3 separate regions of the Mus musculus genome follow, and regions 2 and 3 are each linked to region 1. Evidence: chromatin contacts called from public HiChIP or PLAC-seq data. All regions are on one chromosome and are shown on one strand. Each heading gives the region's core, a stretch centred on a gene start, on an enhancer-like site or on the middle of the called end of the contact. The rest is flanking DNA. Distances are from core to core; before and after follow the strand shown.

Evidence for each region. HiChIP or PLAC-seq counts read pairs in DNA pulled down with a chosen protein or histone mark.
Region 2: an HNF4G HiChIP or PLAC-seq map of pancreatic cancer cells shows a contact between it and region 1. The contact joins the promoter of Elk3 here to the promoter of Ntn4 in region 1. A contact is called at or near these places in 1 of 115 datasets of contacts at active chromatin or transcription factors (pancreatic cancer cells) and 2 of 9 other capture datasets (adipose tissue and embryonic stem cells).
Region 3: a contact with region 1 is called in a FOXA1 HiChIP or PLAC-seq map of pancreatic cancer cells. The contact joins the promoter of Nr2c1 here to the promoter of Ntn4 in region 1. A contact is called at or near these places in 3 of 39 promoter capture datasets (the C10 cell line, cranial neural crest and hippocampal neurons) and 1 of 115 datasets of contacts at active chromatin or transcription factors (pancreatic cancer cells).

Annotation. Positions count from the first base shown.
Region 1 is chr10:93,639,359-93,643,838 of GRCm38.p6, reverse strand. Ntn4 (netrin 4) reads right to left here and starts at 2,790. Exons shown (of 10, transcript NM_021320.3): 1 at 2,331-2,790. The coding sequence starts at 2,385.
Region 2 is chr10:93,307,783-93,312,616 of GRCm38.p6, reverse strand. Elk3 (ELK3, member of ETS oncogene family) reads left to right here and starts at 1,458. Exons shown (of 5, transcript NM_013508.2): 1 at 1,458-1,865.
Region 3 is chr10:94,146,349-94,151,192 of GRCm38.p6, reverse strand. It overlaps Nr2c1 (nuclear receptor subfamily 2, group C, member 1), which reads right to left and starts at 3,262. Exons shown (of 14, transcript NM_011629.3): 1 at 3,091-3,262.

The DNA of each region.
Region 1 (4,480 bases), core at 1,541-4,040:
TATGCAATAGGACTTCTTTTCAGGTGGCAAAGCTAGAAACCACTGGTTCTGAAATATGTGATATCCATGCCTAATATTAACTAAATATAGCTACGAGTGGGGGGGGGACCCAACTCTTCAAACTACCAAACGACAGGAAAGCTTATTGTACCTGCTTTTGGCCTCTTAAGTGCTTCTTCCTATGACAGACTGTGGTATAGAGTACTTATCTGTTTGCTTAGCTGGAGAACACTGCCAGTCTGGCACGCCAACGGCACCACTAACAACTGTCATGAACGAAACACCCTTTAAAGTAGCAAGCTCTGCCTTCCAAACCCCTAACCCACCTTAATGCTTCGAAAGCACTTAGAGTGACAAACAGCACCCACTCATTCGCGTTCTGACTACTTGTCATAATCCTTTAATTTGGGTTTGTCGTGTTAATTATGAATACCGTAAGCAAAGAATTGTCCATTTAAGAAAAATTAAAACACAGAGGAAAAGAAGGAAAAAGAAAACCCAAACCCCCCAATTCTGGCTAATTGGGTGTTTCTGTTTAAGAGACAGAACCTCTGAAGTGTTATCACAGGGGCACTGGATAAGGCCAAATGACAGCTTTGGCTGGGAAGGAGAGATTTCACACTCTGACAATCACCACCTCACACAGCCTTGCAGCCAAAATAAGAGGTTTCCTCGGGCATTATTTTTCTTTTCTTTTTTAATTCCACGTCAAATGAAAATGTGCAGCAAGCCGGGGCCTCTGTTTGCCATTGTTCTGATTAGCGGGCGCAGCAGCTGCCTGTGGCCAGAAACACACAAACACGGTCCTATGACTCACCTGTGAAGCGTTTCAGGGGGAAAGTCTCACACTGCCTGTACAAGTATCTTTGACTTGCAACATTCCCCCAGTGCTCTTTATTCCCAACCTCTTGATTGCTCCCGTGGTGGTGGTTGGGTTTTTTTGTTTGTTTGTTTGTTTGCTTGCTTGCTTGCTTGCTTGCTTGCTTGTTTTTGGCTTTTTGTTTTGTTTTGTTTGCCATAGCATGACTTGAAAAGGGAAAGGTTTATGAAAAGTAGGGGGAGTGTGGACTTGTAGTGCATCATACGAAGTGCGATCAGGAAGAATTCAAGAGAGATCTTTTAACCGTGAGCGGTTTGACAGATCCTTGGGGGTAAAAAAAAATAATGAATAATTTAAAAGTTTCCACCCACTAATAATTTTGATAAGAAGTAGTTATCAGTGCAAACACAGGCTGCACCCTGATAGAGGACGCAGCCTCTTAAGCCTGGACTTAGTTGCTGGCAGCTCTGGGGAAAAGAATGGAAGCAGACCAACTGAAGAGATGCCTGCCCCAGGGCTTGGAACCTTCCAGTCGGTTCCTCTAACCCACACGTCTCTTTCAGGAGCAAGTCAAGTCCGTCTGAGGGGTTTGGGGTGGGGGATGAAATCAGACCCTCACAATTTTTCCCCACTACCCCACTGTGCTGTACTTAACCTAGCTGAAAACCAGGTGGCCTGCGAGAAGGGAGGGGGAGAAGAGAAAGAGGAGGCTCCCGGGGACTCAGACACAGCAAGCCTGGAACCGGTGGCCTAAAGACAGTCCAAGAGAGACAGGACCGTAGCGGGAGGGGAGAGGGGCATCTGCCCGTTGCCCGTAACCCAGTTACTGAGCCAAGGAACAGACCCGCCTCCGACCTCCTGCAGAGCTTCGGCCAGGGTACCGATTCCCCAGGGGCAGTCAGCCAGCTCCGGGCAATCACCACCTGAGTGATCACCCCCCATGGTCCCAGTTCCGAGTTCTACAGCGTTGCAGCCAACGCCCCGGGAAGAGGGCGCTCACCCTCACCCCAGGTGGCCCTACCTGGCTCTCAAGTACACAGAATGAGATCCGGGAAGGTGGCGATCTCTCTAAGTGAGAGATCGGTCTCGGCCCACGCACGCCCAGGGTCTCTGGGCCACCCCTCCTCGTCACTCCTCAGGCCATGGAGAGCCCGGGGATGGCGAGCTGGGTCCTTTGTTCCCCCTCACCAAGTGCAGAGGCAGTTTTCCCCCCCAAGCCAAACCCAGAAAGAAACATTGATCTCTCTGTATCTTCTGCAGGGCGTACCCAGGATATCTGGTTATTCAAGGACATGTGTATCTCAGTTGCAGGAGAAAAAAAAAAAATCAATAGTGTTTGAAACTGCGGAGTCGCGGGCAAAGGAGACGGAACATGGCCACTGGCTTCATCCTCAATAGCCGAGCTCTGGGCTCCCGGTCCGGGATCCCCTATATCCCCCAGCCCCCGAGCTTGGGTGGAGGGGCAGGAGCAAGGGAAGAGGGGTGGGGGCCCGGCCGCGTCACCACCCACCTGCGGCCACCGCGGAGCAGCCCCAGAGCAGCAGCAGCCGTGCGCAGCTCCCCATGGCCGGGCAGCTGCGGGAGCGGGTGGGATGAAGCGGCAGTGGTCCTCGGGAGCACCGGGGGCTCTGTGGTTCTTCCTCCTCCCGGAGCGCCAGGCTCGCTCAGTGGGCACCGTGGGCACAGAGCCGCGGGCCGGGGCCGCGCCAGGCGGCGGGGTGACCGTCGCGCACCGGCCTGGCGGGGCCCGGGCAGCTCAGCAGCGGCGGGAGCCCCGGGATCATAGCCGGCCTGGCCGCTGCCGGCTGAGCGGCCCTGAGGGCGGGTGCGCCGCTCGCCCAGGGCTCGGCGCCCGCAGCCGACGCTGAACTTTGCGAGACCTTTCACTTCCCGGCCGCCGCCGCCTCCCGGCTGTCCTCCTCCGCTTTTCCCACCTTCTGTGGCCGCCGAGGCTCGGTCCCGTCCTTCTCCATGGGCAGTTCCATGGGATGCATTTTTATTGCACCGACACCGCGGCGCTCCGGTGCCAGCCCTCCTCCTCCCCTCGCACCTCCACCCCTTCCTCCCGCCCGCCCCCCGCGCTTGACAGCCGGGCGGTGCAGACGCGCGGGTCCGGTCATTGTCGCCGCCGCCGCCGCCCAGGGGGAGGGGGTGTCTGCAGCCCCCGCTGCGCGCATCTCCCTGCCTGACCTCGCGGGTGCCCTCCAGCACCCAAGGGCCTCGCCTGGGAAACAGTCTCCCACCTTCTCCAGGAACATTCCTGAGAGCAGTTGACTCCCTCCGGATCAGGTCAGGGCATGCCAAGGGGCTTAAAAACCCGCGAAACAGGCGAGCGACTACTTTCCAAAAAATCACCCAGCAAAACAAGCCTTCCCCCCTCCCCCAACACCACTCCACAGCACCCATTCTCTGCGAGTCCCACGGTCTGGGTTAGGACCACCCCAGACCCCCAATTCTGCCTAGGGTACTGCCAGTGAACGCGCACCAAGTGCCAAGGGTCCTTTAAGTCTCTGCTACCTTTTTGGGGGGTGCAGCCCAAAGGAGTCGAAGGTGTACCCGTTTGGTGTAAAAGATGTTCTCACACGGCCTGAAAGACCAGGATCCATGATCAGGGAATCAACTGTTTAAGAACATCTATGTCTGGAGCATCGACATAAGAATGCCTGGGTCCTAGGTGCATTCACACATTCTTCATAGTATGGTGAGCAGGGGAACCATAAAGTTATGAAATATCTTATGGGGAGCAATTTAGCAGCAACCACAAGCAGCTAATTGTAGCTCAGGGCTGGTGTTTATGAAAGGAGATTAAATAGCACTTCAGCCTGGGACTTCTGTAACTTCTCTGAAAATATAGTTCTGCTTACACATGCAAAGAAATTGGCAAACGTTGAGTCGAAGGCAATTCTGTATTGCAGCATTCAGTGTGTGTCTTTGAGTATTTTCCAGAAAGTTAACTGCTTTGCAGATACCATTCAGTTATTATAAATTGTCAGAAATACAGATGGGGCCAATTAGAGCTTTGGGGGCACACGTAGATATTATTTATAATGACCGAGCTGGAGACATATAGGTTTCTATCTCTCTAAAGGAACTGAGTTGAGGTTAGCATAATCCACTGGGAGGCGTTAAAATTATTATTTTGGCCAGTACTGGAAGTGGCAGGCGACATGAGAACCGTCACCAGCTTTCGAAAACAAACTCTGAGCTTTCAAATACTGGCCACGCTGGAGCCTCCGTTGGCTCTCACAGGTGATGCTTCTGATGCAGTTGCTAAAATGCTTCTCCCAACTGTTCTTTTTATTAAATGAACGACAGGGGATCGTAACAGGCTAAGGCTCCCAGCCTAAACACTAGCCTACAGGCCAAGAAAAAGGAAGAGAAAGACAGTATTTACTATTAATCTCTGAGACAATATATTAAGTTGAGGCAGGGCTAATCCATGCCTGATTATGAATTTCAGAAGCATTTGCTGGGTACTCCCCTGATCGCTTTGTAACTGGTTTGTCGCTCCTTTAATAAAGCAGCAAGATCCTTAAATGGCAGCTAGACACTTAGACTATGCAAGACACAATTATGTGGTTTTTTTCTTACATTGCTCGTTATTCTTAACTGAAAACACTTGTCAGACATGCAATAAATGTTTTGACAGTTATCTCAAAA
Region 2 (4,834 bases), core at 209-2,708, 330 kb after region 1:
AAATCCACACTCTGCATTCAGTTCACATGGACAGCTGGATCATATAGGGACACAGTCTGAGTTTTGCTGAGTGACTGGAGAAGCCAACTAGGGATTTTAAATGATAATCTCCAAAGTGGAAAATTAGCTGTGGAAAATCAGGGTTTGATAGACAGCCCCCTTTCCCATAATTCCTCCTTCTGTTTCACATCTTACCTTGGTCCCCCTCCCTCCTCTCCCCACCACCATTGTCTCTTCTCAGAGCACGGGCAAGCCTGGTCCTCAGTGTATAACCAGCAGGTTATACACATCAGTGATTAAGCAAAAATGCTGCCCTTGTTTAACAAGGTGTTCTGACAGGCACCTGCAGATGTGCGTGTGTGGGGTGGGTATTAACATCCCTGAATTCAATCTAGAACCTTTAATAGTAACCAGATACTCAGAAACAAGCAATCTTTCAGAGAGATAGCAAATGCTAATGGGGGGGGGGCAAGGAAATGTCAGAATGTTGTCCTGCTGACCTGGAGACTTGGCCATTGGTCTGGGATAAGTACGCTGTGGCTAGTTTGCAAAGCACCCCTTACTCTCAACGCGATTCTGTTATTGGGGCTTCCAATCACACCAGACACATTGAGGTGAGGGCTTAAGGGTTACAATTAGGGCTTTAATGAGCCATGTACTCTCATGCCAAACGTTCAAGATTGAAAACTACTGGTCAGAAAGCCCCAAAGGCAGGGGACTGGAAGGTTCTGGAAGGCTGGGGCTGGAGGAACTGTATACAGGGTTTGTTAATAAGAGACCCATTCCCTCCTGCATCCTCCGAGCAATGCCCAACTCTCCAATCAGATCCTGGCCATTGTCCTCAGGGGCGGGGAGTCCAGTCTTGAAACCACAGGGTACCCCTTCCCCTGTCTCAAGCCACCTGGAGCGCCTAAGCAGTGCCTGTCTAAAGCCACTTCACTCATCTCTTTTCTAAGACACAAGGCTCCTAGTTTGTGGCTCTTAAGAAAGTATTCCCAAAAGAGGATCCCAACTCTAAAACTGCCTCCAAATTATTACTATTAATATTAATTATAGTGCTGCTGTTAAATATGCCCCGACAGTAACTCTATCCGACAGCATCTTAGGAAGACTCCATCTCCCTTTGTGCACGCTTATGTTTTTCACCCTCATCTCCTCTGGTCCGCAATAAAAGCAGCCCGGTTCCCAGAGCATCCAAAGTCCTGAACCCCACTCGCCATCCCTCCTGTCCCTAAACTCTTCTTCTATGCCTATGGTAGAGAAAAGCTCGCTTAGGGACCTCCCTTTCGGGGCACCATTAGCAGGGCACGAACCCAGGGTGATGCCAAACTTAGGAACCCGAGGGCTCAGGAGCCGACGGAGCCCCCGCCGAGTGGAGAGACGGCGGCCTGGCCGGCGGGTCCCCAGGCTCCTCCCCTGGGGTGGCCGAGCAGGAAGCGGGGCGGGCACGGCGCGGGGGCGCGCGGGGCGTGCGGGCGGGCGCGGGGCCCGGCGCCGGGGGTATGCGCGGGTCTGGGCGGGCAGCCCCGGCGCACAGCCGCGGCCCGGGCGCACGGCGCGGGGCGGAAAAGCCTGTTTACACAGACTGCACACCGCCTGGGGAATAATGCAGTAAAGGAAGTGAGCAGGCTCGGCCTGACTGCTCCAACTTCCTGCTCTCACACACACCAGAGGAGGGGGGGGGGGGAGAAAAAAAAAAAGAGGAGCGAGAGAAAGAAAAAAAAAAGAGGGGGGAAAATCAGGATCTCATTACAAGAGCAACAGACCGTCTGCAGACGCCTGTCAGCATGGAAAGTCGGGGGCTTTCGCCCGGTTCCTCCTAGAAATCTCCCCAAGAAGACTCCCAAACGCTCCCCCACGTCTGGGTAGGTTGCAGGACTGTTTGCCTGTTGCTCCAGCGCTTGCAAAGTTTTCTTCGGGCTATTTTTTTTTTTTAATTTTTCCTCTTTTTTTTTTTTCTCCTTTCTCCTTCTTTCTTTTCTTTGGCTGGTGGGGGTGGGGTTGTGGGCGCTGTGGGGTGAGTTGTAGACTGCGTTGGGGGAGGATGGGGGTGCGTCCCCGCGGGGGAGGATGCTGTGCGTCGCCACCGCCACCGCCACCGGCGCCACCCCGGGAGCTCGTGCTCGGGCCTGGGGTCTGCACTGCGAAGCCCGGAGGAGACACCCTGAGTGCAAACTCCTGTATCCCTGCAGCGAGGCTCCGGGGCTCTGGGATTAGGGATAGTGGTCGAAGCGGGCTGCGTGGCTGGAGGCTGGATTGTCACTGACCTCCAGCCGGGGTTGCGGTCCGGATCCCTTCAGGATGGGCACCGAGGCGCGAGTGTTCGGATTCAGGGGAGAGCACAGGGGTGGAGAGGGAGCGGAGGACTTGGGCCATGGAGATGTGGGGCCCGGGGCTACGTCCACTCTCTCTGGGCAGGTGACCCCCGCCCAGGTCACCGCCCCAGGCGCACGCCCAGTCTAATGGACATTTAAAAGCCGGCCGAGTCGGCTAGTCCAGATTCGGATTGGGGAGATGGGCCAGGCAAGGGATGAACTTGAAACTCTCAGCTCTTTAACTTCCAACTGCCTGCTGGCCTGTAATGTTACTGGAACTTTTTTTTAAGGGGGGGGGGCTTGAAATTGGGAGGCGGGAGCTAAAAATATTAAATGGTCTCTGTTTTGTTACGACCGAATCATTCCGAGGATAAGCTGCAGTTACGCGGCGGGTGGGGGTGGAAGCAAGAAAGGCTATTTCAGAAACTGCAAAAGGGGCTTTTTAGAAGGAAAAAAAAAAAGAGTGTCGGGAGAGTTTCTGGCTTGTCTGGAAACGGCAAGACTAATTGCCGTGCGCTTCCGCTTTGAAACTGGCTGCAGACAGCATCTTGAAAATGACTCACTGAGGAGCTCACAAAGAAACTGCGGCTTGCTGCTGCTTCTCAGGTTTATGTATTTGTGCCTTTTACAGTTTCCTTTGTAGTGTTTGAGGGTCCCCCGCCCCTTCCCTGCCGGCCCCCTCCAGCCCTCCCCATCTCGAAAGCCCCTCGCCGTCCTATAACTCCCTGCAGTGCTCTGCCGGAGGTGGGGAGGGGGGGGCAGTTGGGGGGGGGGCGTATGGGGGGGGGAAGCCGAGTTGTTTTTGGAGTTGGCTGGGGAGAGGGTTAAAGGGATTCTGCTGCTGCAGGGGGAAAAATGTTCCTTGAATTTTCCACTGGCTGCTGCAGGAAGAGAGAGCCCTTTAGTCATTGCTAAGTAATGTCTGCACACACACACACACACACACACACACACACCCCGACTAATCGCATTGGGAGTTTCCGCTACTCCGCACAGGAGGGGTTTTGTGCGAGCCACTGTCTGCCTGCAGACTTATTGACTTAGAGGTGCCTTCTCCACCCCTGCCAGTCTTTCTAGGGCACACTCTCAAAAAACTTGGCAGTCCCTTTGGCCATTTTGGGTCTCAGTCATGCTTTCCTGGGGGGCGGGGCTGGGAGAGGGAGAGAGAGAGAGTTGTATGTATGTTCTGTTTTGTTCTCTGATGTTCAATCAACTCTTACACAAACACACATGCCTGCCCATCCTCTCCCATCTGTTCCTCTGCTTTGTAGGGGTTGGGAAGGGGGACATGGCTGGGGGGGGGGGGGTAGGTCAGGTCAGGCTGGGAAACCTAGCATGTTCCAGGCATCTATCAGTGAGAACCTAAATCAATTTATGAGCCCTATTGCCCACCAAAATATCCACTGGTCTCCTTCCTTCTCTCCCATCCTGTGGCACACATTTATTTGGAAAAGGGTCAGTTACGGGTTTGAATTTATGAGGATTATAAAATTACAGATTGTGTTAGGAGGGTATGTAGGTCAGACAGTTAAGGAGACTGTCCATAAGTGTACTAAGAGCTTCCAGTAATGAGTGCTTGCAAAACCCCCAGAGCATGAAAAGGGATGGCCTTTCAATGCCAGATATAGAGCAGGCTCTCTCTCTCTCTCTCTCTCTCTCTCTCTCTCTCTCTCTCTCTCTCTCTCTCTCTCTCTCTCTCTCTCCTTTTAAATGTTGACTAGAAATGTGTAGAGTTACTAAAAAGGACAAAGAATTTCAGAGAACCCCACTGAAAGCACAGGGCTTCTTTCTTGCCGAGGACATGGTGCCTCTCGTGAGGACTTCCAAGATGTTACCAAGACTTCTCCTTTGGCAAATCTGTCCTAAAAAACAACCCAGCCAGCCCACCCTAGGTGAGTCAGTGGGCCAGACTTCCAAGATGCCCCTCAAACGTTTCCTAGGGCTAAATGGGTGGTCAGTAAACTGCTGGTGTTGAGTGTTCAGTAGGACCACAAAACTTCAGCTGATGGGGAAACCTTCCAGGTGCTACCATCATCCTGCAGGAGGATTCCAGAAGGTTGTGAACACTTCCTTCTAACCCAGTGCTTCTCAACCTAACAGTGCAACCCTGGAATACAGTTCCTTATGTTGTGATGAACCCCCAACCATGATATTATTTTTTGTTACTACTTCATAACTGTAATTTTTGCTGCTGTTATGAATCATAATGTTAATATCCGATATGCGGGATTATCTAATATGTGACTCCCCCAGACGGTCTCGACTCACAGGTTGAGAACCAGGTTCTGAACAGAAGGAGGGTATCAGAGTCCAAGTTGTTGAAGAATCCTGAGATCTGCTTCTGTGGTTTTCAACCAGGAATAATTTTGCTTCCTACAAGGAACACCTGTAGGGGTGCTAAGTCCACCTGGCAGAAACCAGGGATGCTGGTATTCAACCACCAGTGTCCCAGACAGCTCCCCATCGATAATCTGCAAGTCTCCCGTGCTTACGCCAAGCAGTTATTTCACCTTAATGAT
Region 3 (4,844 bases), core at 2,013-4,512, 510 kb before region 1:
GTGTGTGCATACAGGGGGTATGTGTGTTACCATTAAAATGTTAGCAGTGGCTCATGGGAGAGGGGAGTTAATAACCCCCGCTAAAAGAACCAGGCTGGTGATGGAATTCTTCAGGTTTCTTTATTAAAGGGCGCTCCCTCCGACAGAATCTCCAGAACTAATGCGACCAGTCCCATCACTTTCTCAGCAGGTTTAAGGGAAGTAATTCATGGAGATGCCACAACTAGTATTCCTATTGCAGTACCGTTGTTGCTTTGAGATATGTGTATAGGAAGGAAGGAAGCATATCTGAAAAACTGCTTTGTTGCCCAGTGGGGAGGGAACACAAGCTGGGAAGATATTAACCTTAACATCAGTGGATTTTGTTTTGTTTTTTTTTAACAAATGGAGACTCACAGCTAAAAGGTCTCCTTAAGATTCTGCATAGATGTTGATGCAGAAATTGTACGAGAGGATGTTGGCCTGTGACAGAATTCAAAGTTTGCAGAAACAAATGTCCTTTCACTCAGTGATCCATCAGGAGGCACCCGTGGCCAGAAAGTCTCAAGGCAGTTGTGTTTGGCAGGACTGTTCATCAAAAAGCCATTCTCTTCGCTCTGTTTCCCTACCCCGGCAAACAGACTCAGCTTACAGAGCCCCTCAGCATGCAGAGGTGGCTCGCAGGACACTCAAGTTGGAAGGTTGCGAAAGATCTTGGTGGAACAGAAACCCGATTTGGTTAGTTTTGATTTTGGGTTTTTTGTTTTTTTTTTTTAAATAATGATTTATGGCACTCAAAACTGTTACTTGTCAGATAGTTTTTGAAATATTCAATGATGTAAACATGTTGCTTCGAGGAAGTGACTGGAATATATTTATGTTAAAAGATAAAATTGAAAGTCTTATTAAAATAGCTAACATGGAAAAGCAGGGCAAAAACTGGTTCTTTGGAGATGTTTACAGTAGAGATGACTTTATAATTGAAAATGACCTCCTTAGGCAGGAAAGATGGTTCAAGGGTTAAGAACCTAAATTCCATTCCTCCACCCATATGTTGGCTCTCTACCCCCTGTATCTCTAGTTCCAGAGGATCTGAAACCCTCCTCTGGCCCCGGAGAGCACAGTACCCTTGTGGTACACAGATATACACACAGGCAAAACACCCATACCCAGAAATCATTAAACCTGGTGGAGATTACCCTCCCCAGAAAGTCACAAGTTCATATTCTTTTATACCTCAATGCTATATGTTAAATATCAAGGTTTACCAAGCATACAGTCAGTCCAAGGAATTCCCCACTTAGGAATCCCAGGGGTAAACTATTAGCAGTTTATCACACAAAACACAAACGGTGCTTCTGTAGCATATACCATTTCCTACCACACTTGTGCCTGACCTCTGAGACCCAGCTCAAATTCCATTCTACCCACTATTTCTGGATGATCCGCTGTATACAGTGTACAGGAAGAGTTAACTGGGATTTAAGGACAGACGTCTATGGTTTCGATTAACTCTTAAAACTTTCAAACAGAGGTCCATTTTTCTGGAGATGGTTTTGAAAGGGTACGTGTGTGTGTGTGTGTGTGCGCGTGCCTGTGCACAGAGGATCTTATAGTGCTACTTTTTGTATGAGGTTGGTCTTTGCTATCACCGGGATAGGAATTACACACTTCACCACACCCTCAGAAGATATTTAGGCTTTGCTGCCTTGTATGGTCCCCTTGAAAACCTTTCACCTTGAAAGCGTTACACAGAATGATGAAATCATGAAATTGGTTAAATTTATTGTCACCATATGTTTAGTTTGTAATGGATACAAGCATCAAGTATCTTCTTTAATGACAATAGAAGCAACATTAAAACGACCTTTGAAACCAGAGTTAGGAGGCTATAAAGGGTGTCCTACAGGCTAGAACTGTACAGAAGGTCTAACTTGGAAACGGGAATTGTGGTTACTGCCACCCTTAGACTAATAGGTCTTTGGAATGATTGCAATTGGAAAACTTACACTGTATCCAAAGGTTCAAGATGCACACCAAAAGGTTACTGGCCATGTTGATACAAAGGACGTAAGACCTTTCCTTTATCTTCTATACATCTTCTGGGGTTTGGATACATGATTTCCAAGCCAGTCTCCACAAGAACTCCAGGTGACCTTTCCTGCTTTGCTTTAGCCTCCTGAGTACTGGGATTACAGGCATGTGTCACCAGCCTGGCTCCTTCCTGCAGGTCATCCAGGCTTTCTGTTCTTTCTCAATGTTAAATGGTCCACAATAAACTCCCACTTTTTCTTCCCTTCCTGGAATCTTCTCTAATGTACTTGCATTTCTGTCCCACCAAACTACAACTCCCAAGACACCCTCCCCAAACGATTTCCTTTTTCATGTTTGCTGTTTGATTAGAACAGATCAATAATCTCTTTCCAAATTTACCAAAGTAGACACGTAAAGTTTAGAGACAATTACTCAACCCGGTAAACAAGCAGACACTGTTTTAAAAACAAAGAACAACCCCTTCCTTGAAGTCTAAGACACACTAACAACTTCCAAGCGGTGGAAAAAAAAGCCCTAAACGGATTTAACTTCAAGTCTCTTTTGCTTGTCCTTTCCAGCTTTGGCTGACCTGCTTAACTCAGGGGTAGGGGACAGCCTGGCAATATCTGCACATCATGAGATGTTGTCTGCAGAAACTCAGGCAGTGCTCCTAACAAAAGAGCTACTGGAAGCTTTGATGTGCCCAGTGCATGAGATAGCCCTAGGCCACCTTCCCTCAGAGAAACAGCCACAGCGGATGCTGGTCCTCTCATGCAAGCAGAATCCTGAGCCGGAGGAGGTGTCATCCCGTAGCCCCGGGGTACATGGTCCCTCCGGTCCTGCGCCCCGCAGCTCCCTGCCCTGCACCCACCACGCGCGCAGCCCCGGGGCGGGGGAAGCGGCGCCGAGACGGAAGCGTTCCCTTTAGGTGAAAGGTCACCGGCCCGGCCCGGCCTCCCAAGGCTTTGGGCAATCCGCTAATGTCCGGCTCTCCGGTAACCGGGAGCTGGGACACTCAGGGACACGGGCGCTCGGGCCACGACGCTCGGCGGTTGGGCCGCCCCGCACCCGACTTACCCCTCCCGCCGCGGCGGCCGCTGGGCTGGAGAGAGCAGAGGCGAGGGGACCCGAGGCCAAGGGGACAGGGGAGCTTTCTGAGTTTGTGTTTTGGGGGTGGGGGTCAGAGTTCGTGACCCCACCCTCGGCTTGGCGGTGCGTGGTGCTCTTGGCGCCTGCGCATTAGCGCGGTGGAGAAGCGGCCGGCGGTGGTGACGTTCCCTGGGCGAAGCCGAGGGCCCCGGAGTCCAGCGGCGGTTCTGGAAGTCGATTGCCCCCTGTAGGTGTGGAGGGAGAGCGCCGCCGCAGCTGCGTGTCCACCCGATGCCCTGTGAGGATGATAGATAGCATCAAGTTCTTCCAATACCTGCAACTCTGGTGTCTGGCCTCCGCGGGCACGCGCACCCAAGTGCACATACCCAAACACACGTAATTGGAAATCAAGGACGACCGAGGGCTGGAGAGATGGCTCAATGGTTAAGAGGACTTGTGGTTCCTCCAGAGAACTTGGCTTGATTCCTAACACCCACCTGGTCTGTGGTCATCTTCTGTAACTTCAGTTCCATTGGATTTGGTGCCCTCTTCTGTGCACAAACATATGTGCAGGCCGAACACCCTACACACTAAGAGTAAAACTCTTGAAAGGAAGGGAGGAAGGCAGGAAGGAAGAAAGAAAGAAGGAAGGAAAGAAAAAGACAAGTCTTTTGAGACCTGGCCTGTCAGAACCCAGACTAGTCTTTTAACTAGTGATTCTCCTGCCTCCCTCTCCAGTGCTGTAGCGGTTTGTTTTGTTTTTAAATTTCATTAATACGGGCGTTTTACCTGCATCTATGCATCTAGGTGTACCTAGTCTAGGTGGAGGCCATCAGATCCTCTAGATGTGAACTTACAGATCGTTTTGAGTAGCCATGCAGGTACTCGGAATTGAACCTGGGCCCTCTACAAGAGCAGCCAATGCTCTTTAACAGCTGAGCCATCTCTCTTGCCCCTTAAAGGAAGTTTTGGTTTGAGAAATAATAAACAACCGAATGGGTCTGGGTTAGGTGTCTTTAATGTCTGGAAAACTGGACTTTGTTGTGGGCACTCTCTTAGATTAGTTCACCAGTGCTAAGGAGTCTGTGTAGGATAACAGGGCCCAGGAAAGAACACCCTGACCCTGACTTGACCCAAGCCCAAGACCTTGTCCCAGAGTCTGATCACAGAATCCCACCAACCCTCAAAGCTTTGGCCAAGATCAAGCCACATAATCCTCCCATCGCAGGCCACCCTGGAAAACCCCACACTCCAAGAAACCCTATATAAAGTCCATTTTTCTGCCCAGTTCCCTGAAGTTTCTTGAAGAGGCAGCCATTTTCCTGTTTTTTTTTTTTTTCCTTCCAGCAAATCTCGTGGGAGGTTTCTTGTGTGGTGTGGATGTGACTCTGTGGTATTCCTTGGCTCATGGTGGCCAGGCTACCTTTTCCAGAAGAGCTGTAACATCACGATTTGGGGAAACTTCCCCCTGCCTGAGCAGAGTGATAACACTGTCTGCCTAGAGCCCAATCCCATAGAACTTCCCAGCAATATGAGAACAGGCTGAGGCAAAGTCGTGTCAAATTTTACTTGACTGTCTTTATCAAAAGCAAGAACACAATCACTGCTGTGTACCTTATGTTCCTAAGGGCTGGGTTTTTTTTGTCCATTTTGCTAGACGATGTGTCCCCAGATAGTTAACAGTTCCTGCTGGTCAATAAAGATCTGCAAAACGAAAGGTCACCTGTGGCAGGAAACTCTGG